2 separate regions of the Mustela erminea genome follow, and region 1 is linked to region 2. Evidence: chromatin contacts called from public Hi-C data. All regions are on one chromosome and are shown on one strand. Each heading gives the region's core, a stretch centred on a gene start, on an enhancer-like site or on the middle of the called end of the contact. The rest is flanking DNA. Distances are from core to core; before and after follow the strand shown. Region 1 holds the start of FLCN (folliculin). Region 2 holds the start of DHRS7B (dehydrogenase/reductase SDR family member 7B).

What was found. Hi-C and Micro-C count contacts between places; a contact is called where the count stands out from the background.
Region 1: a Hi-C map of spleen shows a contact between it and region 2, with 5 times the contacts expected there. The contact joins the promoter of FLCN here to the promoter of DHRS7B in region 2. A contact is called at or near these places in 2 of 3 Hi-C or Micro-C datasets (skeletal muscle and spleen).

Annotation. Positions count from the first base shown.
Region 1 is chr18:12,397,894-12,402,980 of mMusErm1.Pri, reverse strand. It overlaps FLCN (folliculin), which reads left to right and starts at 2,788. Exons shown (of 12, transcript XM_032321101.1): 1 at 2,788-2,885.
Region 2 is chr18:11,968,827-11,974,064 of mMusErm1.Pri, reverse strand. It overlaps DHRS7B (dehydrogenase/reductase SDR family member 7B), which reads left to right and starts at 1,956. Exons shown (of 7, transcript XM_032320659.1): 1 at 1,956-2,033. The coding sequence starts at 2,014.

The DNA of each region.
Region 1 (5,087 bases), core at 1,539-4,038, 430 kb before region 2:
GAGTGGCCTCATTTGTTACTAAGAGAAGACTTCACACAGGCTGCCTCTGGAAAACATGTGACCTGGCTATGCCTGTGTTTTGTTTTTGGAGTTAACCGAAATCTGTTTGCTGAGTAGTCAGCTTGCTGAAACTGTTTGCAAGAATAGTTAAGATACCCTTAGCTGTTTCTCTGAGTTAATTCTCAGCAGCCAATTATTTTGTGAAAAGGTTTGCTTAGGAATACCTGTTGTGTTTTGATGGCACCAGAAGATGGTGAGTTTGCACCCAGGGAAGTAAGGCAGGGATGTAGCCTTGGGTTGGTGTTTATTAGCAGACCTACCAGGTTTCTGCGGACTTTCCTCAAGTCCGTCTTTTCGTGGTCATATCAAATGTTAATACTCTGGCTTAATGAGAACAATTGCCCTTAGATGTCGGTATTTGCTTTAGGTATTTATTTATGCTTCTATTTCTACTGGTACCAAGTAAATCACCTAAAGGGACGAGTTTTAACTTTTAGTATAGAATTTCTTAAATGTGTATGCTTAATCTGCATTAGCTCCAATTTGGGATATACTAGCACAAGGTATTATTTAAAGAAACACCTGGTTGCATGTTTTTAAAATGGTGGCAGATGTTTTCTGAGCCTCAAAATGGTACCAATGGGCAATAAAGCAGTGGGATTTTTCTGCTTGTATGGATGGCACCTCCTTTTTTTTAGCAAATTAAAACCCCAAACAAAAGTAGGTGATAGAATAGTACTGTAAAAGGTGCCTTAATAACAGAGAAGTGCCTTGTAATCTAATCAGGGACAAATACTTTTCTAAGAAACAGTTTGGGAGAGGGGGAAACCTAAGTCCTGGGTTTTTAGGAGCTGAAATGTTGGTGTTCATTCAAGTTCCCTCCTCAAGTTATGTGAAGGGTCCGTTGTATTCTAATTCTCTACCCCCTGCTTGCTTTTCAAAGATGCAGTTTGGGCTTTCTGCATTCTAAGTTTCTGGGGTGCGACTTGAAATGGTAACCAATTTGTAGAAGAAAACATTATTTGTACACAAGTCTGAGCAATTGCAAAAGGCCTGGAGAAAATAAATGAATGGGTTAATGTCTGTGTAAATCAATTATTGTGAAAAGGAAAAATCAGTGGTAGCTTTTATAGGCAGTTGAAATAACGGTGGTAAACAAAGAAAAATCCTACCCTTTCCTAAAATCAAAAGTTGAGAGCAGAGAACTTCTGCTAATTGTAAAAGGCATTTAACAAGTGTGAATCCATAATGACGTGGTAAAGTTTATTATTAGATGGAAAGGAAGCACTTGGTATTTAATATTTAACAAGCAACTAGTATTAAATTAAAACACCAAAGCAGATTTGTATTTAGCATTGCTGCTGTGGCCATTTTCAAGGTGAATCCTGTCCACTCTGACAAATGTTGAAATGATGTTTTCTCTTAGAAATTGTAAAGGCCCAGCCACACCAGAAGGCTGCAAACAGTTTTTGCACCTTTCCGCTAAGGCTTTCCAAGAATTTTTGCAAACCCAATAAAATTCAAGTATCTGAACTGTTGACGGCAAAAATAAAAAACAGAATTCCAAATCAGTATATCCTTGCGGGTTTTCTTTGTTTGGTTCAAAAATTATCTTGCGACTTACAAGCCAATATTAAGTCTGTGCTGTCCAATATCACGAGAAATTGGATTGGTAAGACTAAACATATAAAGACAACGACTAGCCGCCTAACTCCCACACTCCTTAATCTTTTATCACACCACTAAAGGAAGACAGAAAGCAAATTGCAATTTCATTGTTTCCTCTCTTCAGTGTAACGCGGAAATTCAAAGAAAGAAGTGACCGCGGTGATTAAAAAACAAAACAAAACAAAACATAACAACCGGCTACTTCTACTTCCTAAAGGTGGGGGCTTATTTCCCCAACACTCGACGACAACCACCTCTGGACACCGCCTGCGGGAGCCACAAGCACCAGGACTCCGCGGACAGGCGCCCAGAGCGGAGGTCGGCGGTCTTTGATCCGACCCGACACAAGGTGGCAGCACCGTCTCGCAACTCAAAGGAATTTCCTGCCGTCCGGAGTGCGATTCAAGTCCCTCTAGCTCTTCCCTCAGAGGGCCCACATCACATCATGCATGCACTGAGGGCTTCAAAATTAATCTTTAAGTGGACAGGCTGACTAACAGGCGCCCAGGTGTTAAAAAATATGTATTACTTAATAACTGACTCATAGTTTTAAAAACCTCGGACGGATTATTGTTCGGGTAGGCGTGTGCCACGCACATGCGCAGTCAGCCGGCCCCCCACAACCCGAGTTACCCACCTAGCTTCCCAACCGCGTTGCCCGGTAGCCTCACGTCACGTGACGGCCCCTCCCGGCCACCTGCCCGCACGTCCCACAGAAGACGGGTTTCATAGGCAATTTAATGAAAGCCAAAGGTGAAACCACAAGCTGTTGCCCCGCTCTCTATAAAGTCGAGACATTATGTTTCTTTTCCTAATCGATGTGGACCTCGTGTACTAGGCTGACTACATTTTCCCTCAAATCTCTTTTTGAAATGTTTTTTTAATTTTAAGTATTCCCCCCCCCCCGCGCCTTGAAATGGTTTCCTCCACTAGCCCGGCCGGTGCGGCTGGAACCATTCCGTACTTCTCGGTGGGTGGAGGCGCGGAAATCGGGCGGCGGAAGAGGCCGGTGTCGGGCAGCCGCTTCAGGTTCCCCGCCAGAGTTCGGAGTTGTCCGGCTCTCGTGGTCTTCTTAGGTGTGCGGGCTGGACAAGGCCTCCCCTCGCTTTGCGGTGCAGATCCGCGCCTGGCCAGCCCGTGGGCCCCCCCGTGGGGTGGGCGGATGGTACGTCCCGGCCGAGTCACGCGCCTCGGGCTCCGCGCCGAGGCGGTCCCGGGTGAGTGAGGCGGTCGGGACCTAAGCTGAGACTTCCCGGGCGGACGGGAGGTGTGGGAGGCTCGCGGGGCCAGGCTGGCGTCCCGGCGGGGCTGGGCGCCCGGGGAACGACAGGCTCGAGGAGGACACGCTTGGCGAGTCCTGTGAGGAAGACGCTGTCAGGTGCGCCGCGGCCGGAGCGCTGGAGCCGGGCTCTGAGCTCTCCCCGCAGGTGGGAATTCGGCTCTGCCGCGTCCGGGGGGTTGGGTAGTGCCCGTGTGGGAGCGAGTCCCCGGAGCGGCCACCTGGCTTGTCCAGGTCGTTCGAACCCGGGCTGTGAAGCGGCTTCGTGGAGGGTGAGGAGAGCCTGGCTTCCGGGAGGAGGGTTTTGGAAGGGACGGGTCGTGGCGGCGGGCGGGAGTCGCCGGGGCCGATGAAGGGGAATGGTTCGGGCCTAAGGGCCTTGGATTAAGCCTGACAGCCTTCGGGGTAGCTTTGGGGCACCACCGCTCTTCGAGCTGGTGTGCGGTGTTGGCGACCAGGGTGCTTTGGGACCAGAGTCGAAGGGGGTGGCTAAGAACCTGAGATGTAGGGTGGGGGGCAGATCCACGGACGGTAAAGGGATGAGGAACGTGACCTGGGTTCAGACCCCGTCAGCGTCGTTGATTCGTTCCCCTCCCCACCATTTTTTTTTTTTTTTGAAGATTTTTGTTTATTTGACAGATCACAAGTAGGCAGAGAGGCAGGCAGAGAGAGAGGAGGAAGCAGGCTCCCCGCTAAGCAGAGAGCCCGATGTGGGGCTCGATCCCAGGACTCTGGGGTCATGACCTGAGCCAAAGGCAGAGGCTTTAACCCACTGAGCCACCCAGGTGCCCCGATTCCTTCCCCTTTAATGTTACCAGGAGACTGAACCCTCCGCCTTCCCCCCAACCCAGGTTTTGCCTTGCCTCTGGTTTAGGGAAGAGGGTGTGTGTCAGGACTTCTTTTCTCCCAGGCTGGTGTTCTGAGGCTGGCACTCTGATGAAGTGATAGGCCCAGATCAGTGCTCTCCATCGCGAATAGGAGACCACATTTCTCCAGTTTGCGGATCTCTTTGGACACAACCTTATCACCTGGAGGAAAGTATTTACCCAAAGACTGGCGCATTGTGGGTTGAGGTTCCAGGTGATCAGCAGCAGCCACTGGAGGCAGAGAAGTAGGAGGAAGGAGTTTGCTGAAAAGAGGTGCTGCTTCTCCAGCCCCTGGACAGCTGGCACCACCCATGGTGACGAGCCAGAGTGGCAGTAGGGACTCCCTGGCACAGCAGGGAAAGTGCTCCCGGCATTGGATTGTCAACGTTGTTATGAAGAGATTGAGAAATAGTGGTACGTGACTGTGTTTGCCCTTCACGTGTCATCAGGGAACTTCGTGAACAGAAATCCAGGTGAAGCTGGTAGAAATATTGGAGCCACCGCGGTGTGAATGGGTTTGAGTTGGAAGTCATCCCCTGTGGAACGTTTTACCTTGGACTTGCTGGGATCCAGCTGCTGACCTAATGAGACTCTCCTGAAGAAGACTAGGTAATGAAGCAGCAGGGAATTCTGGGGCTCGTTGCTGGCTAAGAGCCGTTGTGATGCTGTGTTTATTGGCAAAGTACTCTTTGAACCTCCATGGTCCTATGAGAAGACCACACAGGAAGTGAGAATGAAATAGATGCAGGGCCAGGCCAGCACCATGGAAAGGGCCCCACCCCTTTGACGTATTTGGGTCTTGCTTTGAGTATAAAGTTGAAGGGGTGGGGGCAGATTACTGCTGCTGCTTTGGATTCTGGAAAGCTCGTTAGAAGGAAGGGAAGAGGGCGCCTGGGTGGCTAAGTGGATTAAGCCGCTGCCTTCGGCTCAGGTCAGGATCTCAGGATCCTAGGATCGAGTCCCACATCGGGCTCTCTGCTCAGCAGGTGGCCTGCTTCCCTTCCCCTCTCTCTGCCTGCCTCTCTGCCTGCTTATGATCCCTCTCTGTCAAATAAATAAATAAAATCTTTAAAAAAAAAAAAAAAGAAAGAAGGGAAGAACTGTTAGGCATACTCAAGCCAGTTTATTTTCTTCCATAAACATCTGGTACAAATTGGAAGTGGGCTGGGGAGAGGAACTGACCACCTGCTACTCAGAATTCTGTTGCACATGTTGTGGGGTTAACCTGATAGAGGTGCGGATTGGCCTCTGTTTCTCAGCTTAAGGGTAGTTAT
Region 2 (5,238 bases), core at 707-3,206:
TATGCTTTTTAAATATATATTGTCCAGGATTTTTAGTTGTACTTAGCAAGAGGAATAGCATGTCTATTTTTTTTTAAAGATTTTATCTATTTATTTGACAGAGAAAGAGATCACAAGTAAGCAGAGAAAGAGGGGGAAGTAGGCTCCCAGGGAGCTCTCCCAGGGAGCCTACTTCCCCCTCTTTCTCTGCTTGATCCCAGGACCCTGGGATCAGGACCTGAGTCCAAGGCAGAGGCTTAACCCACTGAGCCACCCAGGCGCCCCTATTCTGTCTTCTTAGGAATTCCCCTGTCACTTTTTCATTGAAAGTCATGGTGTCTATTTGTATAATATCTTGGCTGGGAAGTTAGAGTTCTTGTACTTGCATTTGACAGAAGATCCAATTCAAATTGCTTATAAAAACATTGGAATTTATTCTTGCTTACAGAATGACTCCAAGTAGGACTGAAGCTTATGTTGGCTAAAGTGATGATAGGCTTAGAAAATTAACCCTAGGAAACTGGCTCAGTCTTGCAGTAAGGACTCAGGATCATATTGGGTTTGCTAGTGGGATAGTGCCACTTTGGGAACTAGCAAGCAGGAGTCTAGAGTTTCAGGATGCCTGGGTGGCTCAGTTGGTTACATGTCTGTCTTCAGCTTGGGTCATGATGTCAGGGTCCTGGGATTGAGTCCCGCATCAGGCTTCTGGCTCAGTGGGGAGTCAGCTTGTCCCATTCTCTCTGCCCCGCTGCTGCTCTCTCTCAAAATAAATGAAATCTTTAAAAAAAAAAAAAAAAAAAGTCTGTAGTTTCCAGAACAGTGGAAGGAGGGTATACAAACTCCTGTGAAAATGTCTAAGGAAAACATGTTAAACATATTATTTGAAAAGATAACTAACATTTAGTTAGAAATACAATTTCCTGTTTCTAGATTTTGTGAGTACTTGTGAGGATTTCCATGAACTATTAAATGACTAAAGTGAATAAAAGCTACGTACAGAGCAGTGTTACAGTTTCCTGTTGGTAAAACAAGGGACAATGGGGAGAAAGCTGAATGTACACAGAATTGCTGGATTATGCATAAGATGGCTCTGGAAAGACAAGCATAGCTAGTAGCATTGTTATCTACCGGGAAGAGAACTGGGTACCTGGAGAACAGAAAGGGAGATTTTTCAACTTACTCCCTTTTGGCATCTCTTGAATTTTGAACTAAGAGAATTCTCCTCAGTTACTCTTTCAATATCTTCTTGCCGTGGTTCCCCTTCAACCACTTCAGATCTTTTTAAAAAATTTACTTGCAAGAGATCTTATATATCCTGAATAAAAATCATTTCCAGATGTATGTATTGCATATATCTATTCGGCTCTATTCCTTGCCTGGTACTCTCTTCTGTCTTTCCATGTCTTAAATTTAAGGACGCCCAATTTATCAACATTTGTCTTTAGGGCTGCTACTTTCCGTGTCCTGGTCACAATACTGTGGTGTTATTTTCTAGAGCTGTACGTTTCACATTTAGTTCTACTTTTGAATTGATTTTTTGTATGAGGTAGGAGTCGAGGCTCATTACCCACCCCCACCCCATATCGGCATTCAATTGATTTAGCTCTATTTACTGAAAATAACTTTCCTATTGCTTTATGGTGGCTCCTTTGTGGGGGAAAACATGACTACATGCCTGTGGGTTGTTTCTAGCCTCTTCTTTTCCACTGATCTTATATATTCCTGTCGATTTATAGTAAGTCCAAACATTCTCCAGTGTACCGACCACTCCCCCTCACCCCAACAAGCCACCTAGAGAGTGCACGAAACCCAAACGGGCCTCCTTCTGAATTTCCCTCCTAAAGATGGAAGAAAGGCACTTAGGTAGGAGTTCGCCTTTCAGACGTCGGGGTGCAGCGCCTCCTTCCGGCACCTCGAGGAACGCACGCCCGACACGCACGCGCAGTCTAAAGGCCGGGATTGGAGGGAGCCTCGCGGGCGGGGCGAGCGAAGTCTCGCGTCACTTCCGAGGCGGGAGGATAAAGTTGATTGACCATGGTCGCGGAGGCCACCAGGTAGGGGTTGGGGAGGAAGCGACCTCGGTGGCGAGGGGCGGAGGGACCGTCCCGGAACTGAGGCGCGCGGGTGTATCCCGACTCGAGTGCCTTCCCGGCCCCGGCAAAGGGAGGCAAGAGGGTGTCGAGGCCGAGCAGAGACCGCGGACCCCGAGCCGGCCTCTGCCGACCGCCGCTCCCCGCAGCTCTGAGGAAAGACTCCACTCTCGCGCTTACACTCGAGCCTTGCCTCTGGCGCTTTCTCTTGGGGCGGCCGACGCGTTCGCTGAGGTCCCGGTGATGGTGTGTGCGGCGGGGAGGGCCTGAAATGAGACGGCGGACCCGCACAGGCTAGGGCCTGTCCCTTTCCCCGATTCCGCACCCATCGACGTGAAGCCCCGCGGGGGCGGGCGTGACCCACGCTCGAGCGCTAGAGGCTGGTGGCGCGGGAGCCTGGCGTTAGAGACCTAGGATTAGCAAAGGAGATCCCGTTTGTCACACGGCAGCGGAGAGGGTTGACTGTGGAGCCCCCGCGGGAAGGGCTTGTTTCAGATCTCTTACTCCCCTAGTCCTTGCTCCGCCGCTTTCTGCCTGTGCGGCTTTGGGCAAATGTCTTAAATTCTTGGCGCCTGGGTACTCGGCAGTAATTTGGGGAATAAGGCGCCCATATTCGTGAGGTGGTTGTGAAACGTCAATGAGATTGCCAGTAGAATGCACCCCGCCTAGTGTTTTGCCACACAGTAGTTAGGAAATAAGTGGTACCCATAGAACTCTCTTTTAATTTCCCTTGGTATAGTGATCTGCGAGTTAGGAAGTTACTTCTGGGCGCCATAGACACCTATGTTTAGTGAGCTAATACTTGATTCTTGTAGTGGAATTGCCAGGAAGTGCTTTTCGCGTCTTCCTACCGGTATGGAGGTGGGGCTTTCTAGGGGAGAGGCAGGTGGAACAAGGGATCCTTAGCGTGGTGATCCAGAGATACAAGTAGTAAAAATGATCTAATTCTTCAGAAGGGTAGGGAGGGGAACTAACTTATGACTCTTGTCTCTTGTAGAAACTTTTCTTACTCTTCACCACCAAAGAGTAAAGTGAGTGGTATTACATACTTTCAGCGGAGTTACAAAAGCTGAGATTACACACAACAAATATGTGGGGGAGGCGGGCTTTTAGAACACACAGAAGTCTCTCAACTTTTTCCTAAGGTAATGATGCTTTTTATTTCTCCTGAGGCTTAGGATGGGAAGGAGCCGAGATGGGAGGAAGAAGTAGGGTCATGACTGGGCCTTGGTCAGGAGTGACCAGTAAGGCTGAGTGCTTCTTCTCGCTGGGATTTTCTAGGCTGACCTTCTGTTATCCCCAAAGACAGTGTGGTGAAGATTCCAGATTAACAGCTGATGGTGGTTTATGTAGTCCCAATAGGGCTCGCTTTAAAAGGAGGCATAAAGATGTGTATGCATAAATTATGTTTTGCTGAATTGATCTTTTTCAGGAGACAGAGAAGACCACCTAATTTGTTCTATTATTTTTCTTTACGACATTTGAAGCTTCTTTAGGATCATTCCTTTTATCCCTGCATGGAGGGTTTCTTTTATTGTAGAAAACACAGACTTTGGAGAAGACAAAACAAAACATAAATTTATATCATTGGAAAGGATCTTTGTTGTAAATTTTTTCCTGGATTGTAGATTGATTAGGGATCTGGTACAAACACTAAAATAGTAGTTACCATGTTTTAATTTTATGGCATATACTGAGCCATTTGCCCAAGACGGAAGTACTATCTTATCCTAATTATTTTTTAAGGATTTACTTATTTGTTTCAGACACCCCTGGGGAGGGGTGGAACAGAGGGAAAGTGAGAAGGAGAATATTCAGCAGACTCCTGCCTGAGTGTGACACAGGGCTCTCTATTCCTCAACCCTGAGATCATGATCTGAGCCAAAATCAAGAGTCAGATGCTTAACTGACTGAGCCACCCATGTGCCCGGAGAAGTACTTTTTTAGTTCCATTTTTTACAGATGAAGAAATTGAGGCTCAGAGAGGTTGAATGATGTGTCTAAATTTGGAGAATCTAAGAGAGAACAGAAACAATTTTAAAGGGGATTATCTTGGGGAATGTAGAATATACCAGAAGGGAGAGAAAGGTTATCCTTAGATGCTGGAGAACTCTGAAATGAAGGGAAATTTTCTCATTAAGTCTTGGAGTCTCCTGCTGGGAGGGAAGGGCACTTAAAGGCAAAAGCCTGTTGTTTTATCTGCATATCCTGGGCCAAGGTCAGCACAGCTGGACTGAGGTTCTCTAGGTTTTGAAGTGCAGGTTTGGAACCCTGCTGCCCTGCCCTAATGGGTTGATGATGTACTTTGCTTTTTAAGAACCCGACACTGTATACAAGAGTGTGCAAGCCACATAAATGCATGATCAGTTCACATCCAGAAAGAGTCTTGGCTTTATAAACATCTTTTTGAAGGTTGTTTTAATTTTTATTTAAATTTTTTTTATTTTTTAATATTTTAATTCCAGTGTAGTTAACACAGTGTTATATTAGCTTCATGTGTACAATATAGTGATTTAGAAATTCCGTATATTACTCAGTGCTCATCAAGATTAAGTGTTCTTGGGGTATCTGGGTGGCTCAGTGGGTTAAAGCCTCTGCCTTAGCTCAAGTCATGATCCCAGGGTCCTGGGATTGATCCCCGAATTGGGCTCTCTGCTTAGCAGGGAGCCTGCTTCCCTTCCTCTCTCAACCTGCCTCTCTGCCTACTTGTGATCTCTGTCTGTCAAATAAATAAATAAAATCTTTAAAATAAAAAAAAGATGAAGTGTTCTCTTCCTAGATGTCCATCAACAGATGAGTGGATAAAGATGATGTGGTATGTATGTATGTGTGTGTGTGTGTATATATATATATACACACACAATGGAATACTATGGAATACCATATATATTTAGTATTATATATGTACATATATGTATTTTTATATATGTATACGCACAATGGAATACTGTGCAGCCATCAAAAGAAATGAAATCTTGCCATTTGCAATGATGTGGATGGAACTAGAGGGTATTATGCTGAGTGAAGTAAGTCAATCAGAGAAGTACAATTATCATATGATCTCCTTGATAATGAGGAATTTGAGAGGCAAAGTTGGGGGTTTGGGAGTAGGGAAGGGAAAAAATGAAACAAGATGGCATTGGGAGGGAGACAAACTATAAAAGACTCT